2 separate regions of the Anser cygnoides genome follow, and region 1 is linked to region 2. Evidence: chromatin contacts called from public Hi-C data. All regions are on one chromosome and are shown on one strand. Each heading gives the region's core, a stretch centred on a gene start, on an enhancer-like site or on the middle of the called end of the contact. The rest is flanking DNA. Distances are from core to core; before and after follow the strand shown.

Region 1 (4,532 bases), core at 742-3,241, 130 kb after region 2:
CTACCAAATGCTGTAGTTAAAAGTAATTATCAAAACAGAAAAAAAGGATGTAGCTAAAAAAAAAAAAAAAGTACTGTGAACTGTTGGTACGAAACCTTGGGTTTAGTACCAAAAAAAAATTAGTGGTTTTAAAACCACCACAGAGTATCAAACCCTTGTAAAATAATATTCCAAACTAAACAAATGAGAAACCATGGGAAATTGTAGTGTAGCATCTTGACAATTTAAAAAAGAAAAGAGTTATGTAGATCAGGTGTCATTCAAGGATTTATGAGTGAGAATGACTGTACAGGGAGTGCATAGGCACTCCCGATGTTCACATAAAATGTGCAGACATTTCACCTGTTACTATATGGGACTATACCCTGTACAGTTTTTGAAATTATATCTATAGTAGTAAGAAAATGTAAATAGTTAAAAAGAGGTATGATACTGGGCACTGGCAATTTATTTATAAAAATGTCATTGGCATTTATGAAAAGTGGTCAACTTCCATTCATGTTTTTTTCTATTTTCAAATAACAAATGACCTTTTAAAATTCAAAATGAGGTATGAAATAAATGAAAGAGTACAAGGTGAGTCATTCATTAATCATAAGCAAAACAGGGCTGAAATCAAGGGCACAAGAGCACAAACTGTAAAAGTAATAGGTTGCATAATCATTGTATTTAATATTAACTATATTGTGTTTTTTCCTGTGAGTTCTGAGAAGTCGATTTTTTATGTTTGCATGAAACTAATCCAAGGTAAATTTTATTTCTCAATATTATTTTATCCTAGTGGTTGCCTTTCTTTTAATAAAGTAGAAGACATGAATTCTAGTTTGTCATGTTAAAGATTTAATAGAAGGGATTAGCAGGAACCTTTAAGTTTACTGTAACTTTTGATTTAAGATATTCCACTTTTGACTAGAACACACTGATTCTTATAGCTATATCCCCTTCTTGTTTTTTATGGCAAATCTCCCATTAAGGATATAAATTCACCTGGAATTAGTCTTTTTGGCCAAAATAAATTGTTATTCATATTTGGCTGTCCAAAAAAGACTAAGAAATATTTGAAGCATGCTGGACCTTTATCCTACAAGAGTTCAATCTGCAGTGATAACACAACATGCAACAAGTTTGTCTGCAATTTACAGGTAACTTTTAGTATTTAAATGTTTGGAATATTTCAAATGGATATTGTAATAATAATAATAATCTTCCCTCCCATCATATTTCAGCTGAATACACAAAAGCATGCTAGGCAGTCCAAAGTAGTTTGTCTTTTCCAGAAATGGAAACTTGAGTCACCCAGCAGATCTCGTGTTGTAGTTCTGACGTAGGAGCTGTTCTTGAAATTATTTTCGTGTGGTTTTCCTCACTGTCATACATGAAGTCTATGTCACCCTTTAGGATGTTACAGCCCACTCCACGAAATCCTGTAGCCCATGTTTGAAAGGCTGTGGCATGGGTCCGAGATGGTACTGCAGCCCTTGTGACTTGGGATCTACCACAGAGCAGTCTTTGCTCACTCTCTTTCTTAGCTGTAATTAATGGATGTTGTTTCGGTGCATACCAGTGCCTGAATAAACATTTGCCTACATCTAGAATATAGCAGGCATTACTATTCCAATGTGTAATACTTAGATGAAAATCATGTTTTCTCAACATTTATGTTAACGATCTATGCAGCTTTAAGCAAAGTCTTCTCTGCAATTCTGTCTTCAGAGAAAAAAAAAAAAAGTAAATTAAAGGTACATACTCTTTCTCCTTTGTATCCTTTCCATACCCCTTAACAAAGAATGTGTCTTAATTTTTAAATCTGCAATTTAACTGATTTCCTGCCCTCTCTACTCCAACCTTTCTATATTTTATAAATTTTGTTGGTGTTAGTTTCACGCAGTGTTTAATGTGTTTCTTCCTTATATATAGAAGAAACTATATAAAAGCTGCAAGGTGTTAAAAAAACAGTAATTGTTGATAATGTTTTTCTATCTATAGAAATATAAAGTGTATGCTGCTTAACAATGAGATTTGGATAAAATTTTAGGACTGGATGACTTCAGGCAGAATAAAAACAGTCATTACACTTGTTTGAATTTTGTTGTGATTTGAATGGTATGCTATTAAGAATGAGGAGTTTGCCCAGGTCCGTTAAAAATCATATGTTCCCTTCAGGCCTATAAGTAAAAGGGGAGATCCCCATAACATGTTTATCTTCATTTTAGATGCAGGTGGTTTAAACGTGGTGCTCTGGTTTAGATTCCAGAGCAAATAGTTTACCTATGACATTATCATTGCCAGAAAAAGATTGCCAAGTGCTGCCTTTCTCAGGCAATACGGTTAAAGGGTTCACCCTGTCCTCAGTGGTCCTCTGCTTGACTGCTTTTCCCAAGCTCCAGATCAATCGTTAACTCCTCACTTTTCAGTTAGGATGAAATACCAGAGAAGAAAGACAATGTAAATATTTCCAAAATCCAAAGGAATAGGAAGGATTTCTCATTCTTCCCTCCCCTAAACAAGACACTCACAATTATAAAGCCCATGAAGTCTTCTCTCTGCTGGGTCAATTGTTTCTAATTTTTTTTGAACCAGATTATATTTTTTGAGGTAATCTTCTAATGTTATATCAGAATCTGCAATTCAGTACTAGAAATATTTTGCCATGGCCCTGAGAAGTCTGTAACGATAGGAAATCTGGAAAAAAAATCAATACCATATCAGATTATTTTGCCTTGTTCCGGTACCCCTGCCCTGCTCTTTGTACAAATAAGCTCTCTGAAACTGAGCTGGGCTTCCTAATCAAAAATATCTTATTGCAGAGCTTCTGTTCTGCTTTCAGAGAGTGTTCTGGTAGCTGAGTTGGGTGGTCATATTATATCCAAAAGTTAAAAGGTGTCAGAGAGCTTGGCTGTTGAGGGGCCTTGGATTTTTTTGTCTCTTCAGCATATTTGAAATTGTAGTTAAAATATCTACAAGTGTATTCATGAAACATATCAAAGATGAAGGAATGCATTTTAAGCTGAAGTCCTATCTGAGGTTAATGACTAAGACTGTGAGAACTCAGCTTGGTATTTATTGTATAATGACACAAGTAAATTAAACTCCAAGCAAGTCATTATCTTTTTTTTTTCTTTCTTTCTTTCTTTCGTTCTTTCTTTTAAAGTATGCAGTTCCAAACGATTAACCTCTTTGGTAGCAGGATAGTAAAAACATGGGGGCAGGCAGTACCCATGGAGATTTTTTGCTTAGACTCCTTTGTCCACACACTGTTATATAAAGGGTAAAGTACTTACAGAAGAAGGCTGGCTAATAAAAAATGTTAATCACTAAATACATTTTACAAAGAATACGTTTATGTTTCATTGTACTATTTAAAAAAATCTTTGCATTTTACATCTATTCCTCACCAGCTGTCACAGTAAATCGCACCTTCTGTCATCTACATACATGCTATACTAAATGTTGTTTATTTACTGCAGGAATTACCTTTCCACTTATTGAAAACAGAAAAAAACAGAAAAAAAAAAAAAAAGAAGATTTCCATACCTTAAGTCTTCAAGATTGGTTTTGACTCACACTGAGACTTATCAGGTAGTTTTATGTTAATTTGAGTCCTACACTTGTTAATTTTTTTTTTATTCTATTCCTTCTTTTTGTGAAGTACAGAGCCAAGTTTTTTTTAGAAATTGAAAAGGAATTTTATTATATGATAATTTATATCAGTCCATCAATATTACCTATTGAATACTTCTCCCTTGGAAAACAGATGGAGTTGTAAAACTGGTATAGTTAAAGTAGAGCTCAGTAGCAGGAGAGAAATAGTAAGCCTGTCTTAAAACCTAGGAAATTTGTTTCTGGTGTTTCTGACTTAACCTACTGACAAACAAATGAAGATGGAATTTTGCAGTTTCTTAACATTTAAAAAGAACAAAAAGTCAAACAAAGAATATGCTCAAAATGCATGCAATAATAGGAAGAAATGGTCACTTCAAAATTTGTCAAATGTCTTTGAAATTCTGCTTTATATCTACAAACATGCCTAACTCAAAATAGGTTTTCAGTGAACAAGGAAAGGCACTTTACTCATCTATTTTCTTGCCAGATTTCAGTTTGATCACAAATATTTCAGCACTGTAGCTATTCTTAAATCAAAATTTCAACCTTCTTAATCCTGTGGGAAGGGTGTTTTATTTCACTAGAAAATAGTTATTTTTCTTCAAATGTAAATATTACCTTTCAGGAAGGATATTGCCTGGAAAATTCTGCCTGAAATGTGAATACTTCAGAAAGTTACAAATAACTGAAATTCTTAAAAGTTTAATTAGAATAAACATACTTTATTAGTAGTAATAATAACTATTATTTACAAATAATTAATAACAACTATCTCACTGTTAAACCTGCAATTAGACTTCCCTGTCTAAAAAGACTTTATGATTTCAATTCCATTTTGCAACTTCCATTTTTTTTCAAGGCAATCTAGCCACCACTTAGAGGCCCAAAGGTGTTTCATCTAAATTTTCTTGTATCACCAGATAGTAGAT
Region 2 (4,685 bases), core at 2,002-4,501:
AGTTGCTGTAACATTTATGGCAGTTGCAAGTCTGTTCTGCTAGGTGATCTTATTCTGGCATTAACTTATTTTCTATATCCAGTTTAACATGAACTCTGGTATTGATGCAATGCCTCAGTGATGCATTAGATCTCTAATAAAAATCTGTATATAAATGTACACTTTGATCCTGCTGGAAATTTTATCAGCACACACATTGTTTAATTTTTCCAAACAGAATTAAGAAAAAGGACTGAAAGAATATAGACTGAACAGTGTGGGTCCTTTACACAGCTCAGTTTTTGATTTTTATTATAAAATTAAAACTGCTTTAATTTTTGTAGGTTTAACATTTTCCGTTTTGAACTGTTATTTGTATTGTGCTTTTTACTTGAGTCGTCTTAAATGTTAATACATTTCTGTACAGTAATAAGCACGCAGATTATTAGAGAAGATACTGAAGTGTTGTTTTGGTAGTTGAAACTGAGACGTAACATTTTGCCTTGTAGGTATATTCATTATAGAAAATGTGCTGGACTTTCACAATGCTGCTAAGTATAGCATCTTGAACAACTTCCGTGGACAACTGTAGATGCTCCTGTATATACAATAAGACATCACTTTCATTAAAATGTACATATGTTCCTTACAAGACCAAGCCCTACTCCTTGACCAAGGGAACAAGTATAGTGTTTGTTTATTTTATATTAGGTATGGGGGGAGGGGCAGGGGGAACCTTGGACTGTTACATGCACTTTCTTGGAAAGTTGAAAGGAAAAAGAGGTCCAGTTTCTTTAACATTTAATACTTACTAACAGCAGAGATACTGTAATTTTACTCGAGTAATCAAATACATTTTTGCAACAGATAAAATTTGCTGTCTTTGTGTTTTTAAAGTGTACCTGTATTTAGTAATTACTTTGAATGTATTATTTAGCTTTTCCCTTGGTTAACATGAACTGTCCAGGGTGTATGTGTGTGTTTATATTTGTAAGTATGGGTATACATATATGTATTGGATATTAATTGCTAGTATATTTTTCATACTCCCTAATAATGGAAACTTTCTCCTTAACTAATCAACTACGCCTTCTCATAAAATTGTAGATATTTTGGCATTTTTCATTTCTTTATTAAAAAAAAAATTGCTGCTAGCAAAGACCTTATTGGGCCTAGGTAAGTTTCCTTTGAAGGGAATACTTTTTATCACATTTAAGGCTTGATTTGGTTCAAATGCTTTATATTTGATATTAATTTTATTCTACGAGATTCTATGTTTGTGGCATGCTTACGCTGCTATATCTGTGCTAAGATGTCCACTTGCAAGTCTCCATGTATTATATGGAGTTTATAACTTGATTGTAAAAAAAAAAAAAAAAAAAAAAAAAATTGCTTTGGCCTTGCACATGATTTGGCTTCCCTTATGCACCTGCAATGATCGTTAACCTCAGTGGGAGTTTGGGGACAGAATCCAGCTCAGTATTTTCATCTGGTAGAGTTTTATCTCCCTAACATTATTATTTATGAAAAAAAAAATCAGCTTGGCTGCCTTCAAATTATAGATGCTTTAAAAACAAAAAAAAAAAAAACACAACAGGAATGACCAATGTTATGTTCATTGTGTATATAACATATATTTTGTTTACAATTCCAAAATTCAGGTATTTTGCTTTGTGGGATTTCCTTTGATATCAGTATGTATGGGGGGAGTTGCTTGCCTTTTAGAAGAAGTAATCTCCTTGCTGTCCCCCCACCCAGTACCTTGAATTGCAATTGGGGCATGACAGAGTATTTAACACTGAAGTGATGGGGTGAGAAAAACTTTTCCTGAGGAATTTTACCATGATTATGAATACTTAGTAAAGTAGAAACGCTGTAGCCTGAATACCTCTCGGACTCCACATCTTTAGAACTTTTTTTCCCTGTGTGAACACGACAGTTCCTCCGGTATACGATACGTGTTTCTGTTCGTGTGTAAGCTGTACGCTAGAGCCCGCTGGCTTGTCAATGTGAATATTTAAAAATTTCGAGTCACCGCTCGGTCTCGGAAAAAGGTAAATTAAACAGACTTTAATGCTTTTATCAACGAAATACTAACTAATTCTCCTTTGGAACCAAGCTTAGGTTTGCGCCCCTCGGCTGGGGGTGGCCGTTGGGGGTGGCCGTTGGGAGCGACCGTTGGGGGTGACCGTTGGGGTGACCGTTGGGGTGACCGTTGGGCGCGGCTGAGGTAACCCCCGCCCGCTGAGGGGACGCGGAGGGAAGGTGGGCGCCGCCCCGGGGAACTCCCGCTCCTCGCCCCAGGTGAGGCGCCCCCGGGGGGCGGCAGACCCCTCATCTCCCCCCTGCCTGTCGGCGGACGTTTCCTCAGGGAGCCCGGCCCGGGGGCAGCGGCGGGTTGCGAAGGGCGAGCTCCCCCCCGGCTGCCTGATTGAGGTGGTGGCGGGCGGCTGCTCTCCAGTTAACCCTGCCCGGGGGCAGCTGGCGCCTCTTCGATTAGCCGCAGACCTCGAAGGTGGGTGCGAGGGGGGTCCCCGCCGTCCGCCAGCCCCGTCCCGGGGCCGTCGAGGAACCGAGAAGCTGGGAGGTACGGTGTGTGTGTGGGGGGGATAATTCAGTCTGGGAAAGGAGGATGTTAAGTTTCCCGTTACTTGACATGGGGCCGGGGGAAGTTACCTCTCCCCGAAGCCGCCCCCTGGCAGGCGCACAAAGGTGCCTGCATCGTCTCGATGTCGCCTGGTCACCAGCATGGCGTTAATCCTGTAAGGAACAGCACTTTTATTTTCCTTTACAGTCCTGTTCGTGCGGCCGCGTTTTTCTCATTAGCAACAAAGTTTTTCCTTCTTTCCGTGCTCCCTTCCCGCCCATCGCAATTTTATGATCCATTAAAATAAAGCACAGCGTCTTTTTTTTTTTTTTTCTTCTCCTTTTCTTTTCCTAAGCGCCAACGATCGTTGAGCGCATTCACCTAATCGACACGAGTAATTTTCCTCACCCAGAGACGTGATTTAGTTAAAAACGAGGCTGGTAGCGGGCGAAACTTGCCCAGGCCGCCCGAGCAAAGCCTGGGGCTGAGGCTGCCGCCGGTAGCCCCCGTGTAGCCCCCTGGATCCGGGGGCTGTCCCGGGAGAGAAGGCGGCTTGCCCCCGGCAGCGGCTGGCGGAGAGGAGCCGCCGGCCCCGTATCGCTTCGCTTCCCCGGGCACCCCGGGGAGCTGCGGGCAGAGGGAGCGAAAGGCTGGGAGGGGGTGGGGGGGCTGGCCGAAAGGACCCAGCAGGCTGGAGAGAGAGCGCCGCTTCGGAAGGGCAGGAGCGAGGCTTCTCTTGACGAGGTGGGGATGTGACGGGAAGGGTGGCGGGGGGGCAGCAAATTGCCTGGCTTGGTTCACGTGCAGATGATGCCCAAATCCAAATGCTTTTTGTCTGGGGAAAAGGTGGATGGATTTCTGCTTGCCCCCTGTGCCGGGGTGTGATTTGAGACTTCTTCAGGGACAGGTTGCAAGCCCTCCCTGCCCCAGGAGTCCCCAGATCTCTTCCACCCTCTTTTGAAAAGAATATTTGCTGACCATCCAAATGCAACAGGTGCTGTTTGGTCTGACTTTTTTCTTGGGGGGGGCGGGGTGGTGGTATTTCTGCTTTTGGGAGTCCTCAAGTTGTGAGCTACCTGGTTGCATCTTTGCAGGAGGCCAGTTTTACTTCGCAAGTGAAGGTGTGACTGTGCATCTTTTATTGTTTTTTCCGTCTCCCTGACAGACTGCAGTACTTCTCAATTTTTTTATTTTTTAATCAAAGTATCATTTTCTATCTGGTTTCCTTCCCTCATTAATATGCATTGACAGAAGTTAAAATAATGTTTTGCAAATAAATGGGTGCAGTTATTTACACAAGCCAGAAGCAATATGTCTTTTAGCTGTTGAGCTGAAATAGAATGACTTAAAGATTTCACGTACAATAAAATCTCTTATATATACACCTATCTCTAGACAAAAATGTTAAGGAGGAATAGAGGTTTGGAAATATCTATCTTTAGGGAAGAACAGGAATAGTTGGAAAACGTGCACTTTCAGCTGAGAATAGAGTTACTGATAGGTATGTTTATGTTCACTTTTCTGATTTTAGTATTTCTGTTTTTTACATATAGGCTATAGTTAATATCAGAACGGCAACCTGGAGCCAGTCCCTCTGCCACTACTGGCAATGGCCTAGCAGATGCCTATGAAATGGCATGTGCACAGTGATTCTTCCTTGGGAAGATCTCCTCGTTCTAGAGACACGAGATACTGGGAGTTCCTGAACCATGTGCAGTGACGGGAGTGCTTCACAAGTAAGTGGGTGCGAGCACGGCAATGATTGAAATTAAGTTCCAGGCACAGATCATATTATAGCTTTGTCCTACCAAGAGTGTCTTCAGTTTCTGTTTTATCTTCTGTTTTTCTTTAGATTTTTTTTTTTTGTTGTTTAATCCTCAGTCTATAGCTCTTAAGAGGCAAAATCATTTAATGACATGGGAAGAGGAGCACTACAGGTGAGCACAGGAGAGGGGGAAAGAGAAATCTTTTAATGATCAAGTCCACTTAGCACTGAGGGAGCTGGTGAAAACTGAGGTGTTGAAGGCATCCTCTGCAATGCTGTGCATGGTGGCTGGGGCCATGGGCTTGTGTACAGATGACTGCGTACAGTGTACCTGTGAGAACTCCTACTGGACGG

What was found. Hi-C and Micro-C count contacts between places; a contact is called where the count stands out from the background.
Region 1: a Hi-C map of liver shows a contact between it and region 2, with 2.2 times the contacts expected there. The contact joins two enhancer-like sites. A contact is called at or near these places in 2 of 7 Hi-C or Micro-C datasets (both in liver).

What each region holds. Positions count from the first base shown.
Region 1 is chr12:17,684,435-17,688,966 of Taihu_goose_T2T_genome, forward strand. No RefSeq gene overlaps it. Among named protein-coding and RNA genes, the nearest start is that of SNX20, 140 kb to the right of the region's middle. Within about 2 kb of position 1,992, at least 1 of the 3 cell types and tissues checked has open chromatin away from gene starts, as enhancers often do. A contact at or near this core is called in liver, where this site is marked.
Region 2 is chr12:17,552,195-17,556,879 of Taihu_goose_T2T_genome, forward strand. It overlaps SALL1 (spalt like transcription factor 1), which reads left to right. Exons shown (of 4, transcript XM_013195655.3): 4 at 1-852. Among named protein-coding and RNA genes, the nearest start is that of SALL1, 18 kb to the left of the region's middle. Within about 2 kb of position 3,252, at least 2 of the 3 cell types and tissues checked have open chromatin away from gene starts, as enhancers often do. A contact at or near this core is called in liver, where this site is marked.